Regions from separate parts of the Sus scrofa genome. Here region 2 is linked to region 1. Evidence: chromatin contacts called from public Hi-C data. All regions are on one chromosome and are shown on one strand. Each heading gives the region's core, a stretch centred on a gene start, on an enhancer-like site or on the middle of the called end of the contact. The rest is flanking DNA. Distances are from core to core; before and after follow the strand shown. Region 1 holds the start of SYNJ2BP (synaptojanin 2 binding protein). Region 2 holds the start of MAP3K9 (mitogen-activated protein kinase kinase kinase 9).

What was found. Hi-C and Micro-C count contacts between places; a contact is called where the count stands out from the background.
Region 2: a Hi-C map of embryonic fibroblasts shows a contact between it and region 1, with 2.0 times the contacts expected there. The contact joins the promoter of MAP3K9 here to the promoter of SYNJ2BP in region 1. A contact is called at or near these places in 1 of 5 promoter capture datasets (liver), 3 of 47 Hi-C or Micro-C datasets (embryonic fibroblasts and fetal skeletal muscle) and 2 of 2 datasets of contacts at active chromatin or transcription factors (alveolar macrophages and skeletal muscle).

The regions. Positions count from the first base shown.
Region 1 is chr7:93,972,783-93,975,950 of Sscrofa11.1, forward strand. SYNJ2BP (synaptojanin 2 binding protein) reads right to left here and starts at 1,554. Exons shown (of 4, transcript NM_001244991.1): 1 at 1,377-1,554. The coding sequence starts at 1,440.
Region 2 is chr7:94,378,558-94,381,725 of Sscrofa11.1, forward strand. MAP3K9 (mitogen-activated protein kinase kinase kinase 9) reads right to left here and starts at 1,503. Exons shown (of 12, transcript XM_021099417.1): 1 at 1,104-1,503. The coding sequence starts at 1,503.

The DNA.
Region 1 (3,168 bases), core at 304-2,803:
GTCTTATAAGTAAAATCAATTTCCAATTTTTCATAACAAGAAAAAAGACAGCATGGATGATTCTGAAAGCCACATTTTATGAAGAATAATCTATGAGTGGTGGACCAAGCTATATCAAAATACCTGATGAGGAAAGATGGACTGGTCTAGTGGTGATGGAAACAGGATTGAAAGGCGTATGCAAAACATTTCAGAGAGAGCCTATGATACTTGATGACTTGGAGACTCTTGAAATGACAGTATTTAGGAGAATTTACTAATCATTTGTCTATTAACAACAGCAGCAAACACACAGTGCTTACCACACAACGTTCTAAAGATCTTACATAGTTAGATTTCATTCTCATAACCCTAGTAAGTGTATTCTATTATCATGCACATTTTACTGATGAGAAATTAAGACTTACATCAGTAATAAAGTTCGTCAGCCAATAAATATCAAAGAACTAGTAAGAGGTTAGATTCCAGATTTGGACCTGTTTAAGCCAAAGCTAAAGCTCTCTTAATCGATACACTAGACAGCTGTAAAGGAAAGGCAACAAAAGCCAAGGCAGATAGCAGGGAGTAACGTGAAGAGCCTAGTGAAATGAAGGGCATCAGGAGGTAAGAGGACTGTAGGGGTCAGTGAGGATTTGGTAGTATCAGAATCAGTTGATGTGCTTGTGAAGAAAAGAAGCAAGGTAGGATGAAAGGAAGAAGGGAAAGAGGGAGGGAGGGAAGGAGGAAAGAGGGACGAAAAAGCCCAAAGAAACACCTGCATTGAATCCAAATTAACAGAAATGGGTTCTAGGAATTGCCCTTTTATTTTTTAAAGAAAACCCAAAAAAATCTTACATAACTTTGAGACGAAACCAGGTTTGGGAACTTCCCGAGTAGACCTCTAAGTCTCTTTCTGCTTTAGGATTCCGGGTGGTCCTCTAAATGAATTTCCCAAAAAAAATGAAAGGAGGAGGGAGGGAGGGATACTATCAGCAAGAAAACGGCTATGTATTTACAGTCCACACCGTTTATGCTCCCATTTTTACTAAACAGTCTTTCACGGAAACGGTGATAGAGTAGGCAATGGAAGGAGGGGTGTGGAGTTCACGGCCACGGTCTAGAAAGCAGGATTTTCCCGTAGCAGAAAGAAACCCCTCCTGACTATAAATACATGCGGTAATCCGACTGAAAAACGAGGTGGATTCCTCAGATCCGTCTCATGCTAACGCTGGATGCCAATATATTCTTCTATGAGCCCGCAAACACTGCATGCAACCACCAGGTTGGGGCCTGCCTTCTCTGAGGCCAAAAGAAATCTGGCTCTGCAGAAGAGGTGTCCGCTCTGCAATTACAGCCCCAAGTACCCGACTCTCGGCGATGACCACTTCTGCACATACCTGAGGGTCCTCTGGTGAGACTGATTTCTTCCTCAGTAACCAAATAATCCACTCTTCCGTTCATATTTTACTGTTTGTCTGGCTTCCCAACTTGAAGCAGCAACAGCTCGTGACGGGGGAGATGAAAATCCGCCGGGGGGCCTGGCGTCTAGCGCCAGAAGCCCAGCACTTTCAGTTTCAGCAGCCCTGGGGCCGGAAGAGGAAGTCTCGAGAGCGGTGAGCGCCAGGAATGCTGGGAGTCGTGGTTCTGACGGCCGCTGTGGCGCCTTCCTTCGCCAGGTGCAACCTGCAGGATGAGCAAGGGGCACGTTTCTAGCCTGATTTACTCTTGGGGGCGGAGTAGGGGGCGGGGAGGGATAGTAAAGGTAAGAGACATAATAAATAAATTGATATTGTCAAGGAAAAATGAAAACTAAGTTCTCCTGCCGTCTCAGAAAATCTCCACGGTTAAGAGGCAGTAAGGAGTTCTTGTTGTTAGTAAGCTTTGAACCGGACTGCGATAGGCGTCACAGGCAATCTGCTAATGCGATTTTTAAGACAGAAATTCACCCTTTTATACAGACATGAAGGTACCATTCATTATACATATGTTCTCATTTAAGAGGACTTAACACTGTTTGCCGTACATTCTTTGGTAGGTCATCCTTGAAGAGGCCGTTTGTGTTCATTAATTGCCATTATCCAAGGGAAAAGAAAACTTCTCTATTTCTATGTCAAGCAGGTACTTAGAGCTTAGAGCAAGGAGCCTAGGCTAATTCCTCTGTTCAGAGCAGATAGGGGACTCTCTTTCTTGGTTATTATATTTCAAAGAGCTGGCTCCTAGGACCTTAAGAAAAACTTTCCTGAGCTGTTCCTGGCGAGAGGCTTGTTTCACTTTTTATACATTTTATGTACATACAGAAGGGACAGGGGAAGGATTTTGTAATTACATGCCTGCTCAAGAAAACCCTCTGGGAAAGAGAGGGATAAAAGTCTCTTTCTTTTGGTAGAAAAAAAAATTTAAGTCCCTAGAATAGGACTAGTAAACACGGTAGCTTCTGTTGACTATTTAATCTGAATTTGCGTTAATTGGAACTACACGTTTCAGGCTTCCACCAATCCCTATGGTCTAACTCCAGGTTGTTCCTCAAACCAGAAGCTACTATGTTTACAAACAAAAACAAAACAAAGAAAGAGACAGATTCATTAAGAATTTTGCTAATTCGTATTTGCTAATCCTAAGAGAAGTGAATATGGAATAGTAGAAAGAACACAGGAGGTGATGTCAGAAGAGCTAATCTGAAGCTTCAGGTCCATTTTCTTCTAGTTGTCTGGGTTTGGTCAGGTAACCTAACACCTCCCAACCATGTTTCCCCACCTTAAAAAGGGCATGATTATAGATCCTTAATATTTGCTTAAAAGAGTAAATGAGATGAAATTTTTAAAGACAACTTCACAACTTCAAACTCAGATAAATACCACCCTCAACTTCCAGCCCTCTTCAACATTTATTGGTTGAATGAGTGAATAAAATGATCACATATGCAACCTACACCACAACTCACCACAACTCACCACAACTCTTGGCAATGCCAGATCCTCAACCCACTGAGTGAGGCCAGGGATCGAACCTGCATCTTCATGGATACTAGTTGGGTTCATAACCTGCTGAGCCACAACAGGAACTCCGAGATCGGAGTTTTAAATGTTTAGCTTAAAGTTCTGGTTCAAATAGAAGTGTGTCTGTGTGTTAATATCTGTATGTATATCTCTGCATTTCTTTTAGAAAAAAGTTGAATTCTAATACCTAGTA
Region 2 (3,168 bases), core at 253-2,752, 410 kb after region 1:
AATCAACTAAGATGCAAAGTATATTAACATATGGACTAAATAATGATACACGTGTATTAACAATACTTTTTTAACAGCAAAGAAATTACGGAAAACCTCAAATACAAAATAGTGTAAAGTGCCCCAGGAGATATTTACATCTTTCTTCTAAAACCACCTAGCATCACTGATTAAAGGATTCTAATGGCAACTTCTTTGAAAAAACAAAGAAAATTTCATTACAGGGTGTGGAGCAGGGGGCTCCTGGGAAATTGGTGAAAACCAGGACACTGGAAGACCTGGGAGGGACCCCTGCGCATGGGCCCCCTGAGATTTGGCAAAGACCAAATATAGGCAAGGATCTAGGGTGAGAATAAAGGAGAAAATACACTGTATAGGTGTCAAGGGACTGGGATTTAGCCATTGTGCCTGGGCTCCTGATCTCTCGTGGGGGGAATGGCATACTTTTCCCTCCCTAATCATTTCTGCCCCCCCCCCACACAAATACACACCCTTCTTAGCACATTCTTCACTGAGACTCCTAAAGGTACAACTTTTAAGATACAAGATTAGGATCCAAGAAAGCAACCCAAGAAAGATACTTCAGCCGTAAGTTCACACAGACTTCCGGGACCGGTGCGCCAGTCCAGCCCCGCGGGAAACACCCCCCCCCCCGCCCCGTCTCCTTCAAAGCAAATACCTATAAGGGGCGGGGAAGGCGCTAGAAAAGGTCGGGAAGGTCCCAGACTGGGGGACTAAGGTTATAATAGAAACCACCAGCCGGCCTAAAATCCTTCCAGATTTGCGGGGTGGGGAGTGCGAGGGAGATTCTCTTGCTAGGGCTTCAGGATGTACAATCAGGAGCTGCTGCTGAGGTGGTCAGGCGAAGGTGAAGAAGCCCAAGAGCCTGAGGTTCCAGGCGCGGCCTGCGGCAAGTCTGTCTAACCAATTGCACCGGCCAAAGCCCCTGCAGCCCGAGGACGCTTGCACACATCAGGTCAATCACTGACCACCTTAACCTAACCTTCAAGGAGGGCTCCTCTCCCTCCTCGACCACCCCAAGCTCCATCATCCCCCCCCCCCCACAGCCCCCGCCAGGCTCCCGCGCCCCGCCTTCTCCTTACACTGAATGGGCGAGTAGCAACTGGGGTCCTCGCCGCCAGGCTGGCAACGGCTGGAAAAAGCGCTGCGCGGGGTCACGTAGTTGCTGGGGAAGATGCCCACACGCTGGTTCAGCTGCCCGGTCCACCAGCCCTCATCGCCGGACACCTGCGAGTCCTTGGACAACACCTCCACCACGTCGCCCAGCCGCAGGGTCAGCTCGTCCTCGCCCGCCGCCTCGTACTCGAACACCGCCGTCCAGTAGGGCATCGGCGTGTCGGAGCCCAGATCCCCGGGGGCCGCTGCCGCCTCCTCCTCCTCTTCCTCTTCCTCCTCGGCCCCGGCCCCCGCTCCATCCTCCCCCGGCTGGGCGGCAGCGGCGGCGCTCGCCAGGGAGCCGAGAAGCGCTCTGGAGGGCTCCATGGAGCGGCCGATCCATAGGGTGCGGGGCTGCCGCCGCCCGCAGGAGCCGCCGCTGCCTATTGTTCATGCGGCTCCGCAGAGCTGGGGGAACCCCCCTCCCCCGACGGCGGCCGCAGGTAGGGCCGGGGCTGGCAGGGCGGGGAGAGCCGGCTCGCTGTGGCTGGCGCGGCGCCGCGACAAGTGAGCGGAGTGCGAGTGCTCAGCGCAGCATGGGGGCGCGGCGGGCCGGAGCCCCCGCCTTCGCGTTCGACCGCTGGGGCGGCCTCACCACCTCCACCACGGGTACCTGCTCAAGCAGCCGGTGCCCGCCGCCTCCAGCCGGCCGCCTCTCCCAGCTCCGCGCCGCGCGCCGCCCCCAGCTCCGCCCGCACGCCCAGGACCACCTGACGCGGACCTGGCTCCGCCCCAGCCCTGCGGACCCGAAGAGGCGGGGCTTCCCGGAGCCCAGGCCCGCCCCTGCGCCAACCCGCCTTCCCATTGGCCGCCGCCAACCCGTCCGCAGGTTCCTCCCGCCGCGGTTGAGGCTGTCCCGCCAGTCGCCCCGCTCGCCCCGCTCCACCCACTGCGCCTACGTCGCCCGCCCCCCGCCCCCGCCCCTGTGCGGGCTCTCTCATTCTCAAACCCCAGGTTGACCCATTTCTCGCTCCCATTGGCCCGCCTCAGCTCCAACCATTGGTCCAAGGTACCTGTCCGTTTCCGGAGAGAGTTCGACACCGCCCGTCAGGAAGAGACTGCGGCTTCATTGGGCGCCTGAGGAAGGATGGGTGGACCCTAAAAGGTAAGCTGAACCCTCATTCATCCCTAAGAGGCTGTAGGAGACCGCTCCCTTTGTCTGACGCGGAGGGCTAGCACCTGTGTTCTAAATCCTAAAGTGAGCTACTGAGAGTTAGCAGAGGGGAATTGAGCTAGGTTGCGCCCTGGGAGAGCTCTTTCTTCTCCAGCTCCCCTTTACAATTGGATTCTTCCTTCTCTTGGGTCTGTGCATCCTATCAGGTGGATTAACTTCCACCCCTGTCTATTAAGGCCTTCAGACCCACTGCTGTGTTCTTTAAAAGAACTCTTAAAACTCTATAGTTCTCGCCTTTATGAAACTGCATAAAACTCCCCCTTTCCAGGGTTCCTGTTAGAAGAAATTCCAATACCGTCAATTTTTTAGAATTCAGACCAAAGACCACTTTCCTGGGGCTCAAACAGTCTGGGTAAGCTGTCGGTGAAGTGGACTTTGTCTCTCTGAAGAGATTAAATTTTTCTGCAAATCTTGGATTTCTTTCATCTGGGGGAATTTCACCTTGGATCATGGTGACCTCTATGGAAATCAAATTAAAAACCAAAGCTGAATATACATACAAAACAATACTGCAGTTTATGAGCAAAGCTGCCCTTTTCCTACATCCTTTTGTTAGCTTCCACTTCTCAAACATTAAGAAAGAGGTGATGTCTAGTATTTCTTCTGTGCTTTAATCTGTTTATAGCATTATAGATTTCCCATGAAAAGATTCTCCGACAAAGACAAGTCTGTGCGGAAAGATTTAGCCTGATCCCTACCAAAGTGTGTTGCCTTTTTACCCTTCCATGGTAGGAATAGATGCAATTTATTTGGCAAGAGTTAGTGCCTCACTGAGTATTTTTTAATTTTATTTTGGGGTTAATTTTTAGACAAACTGA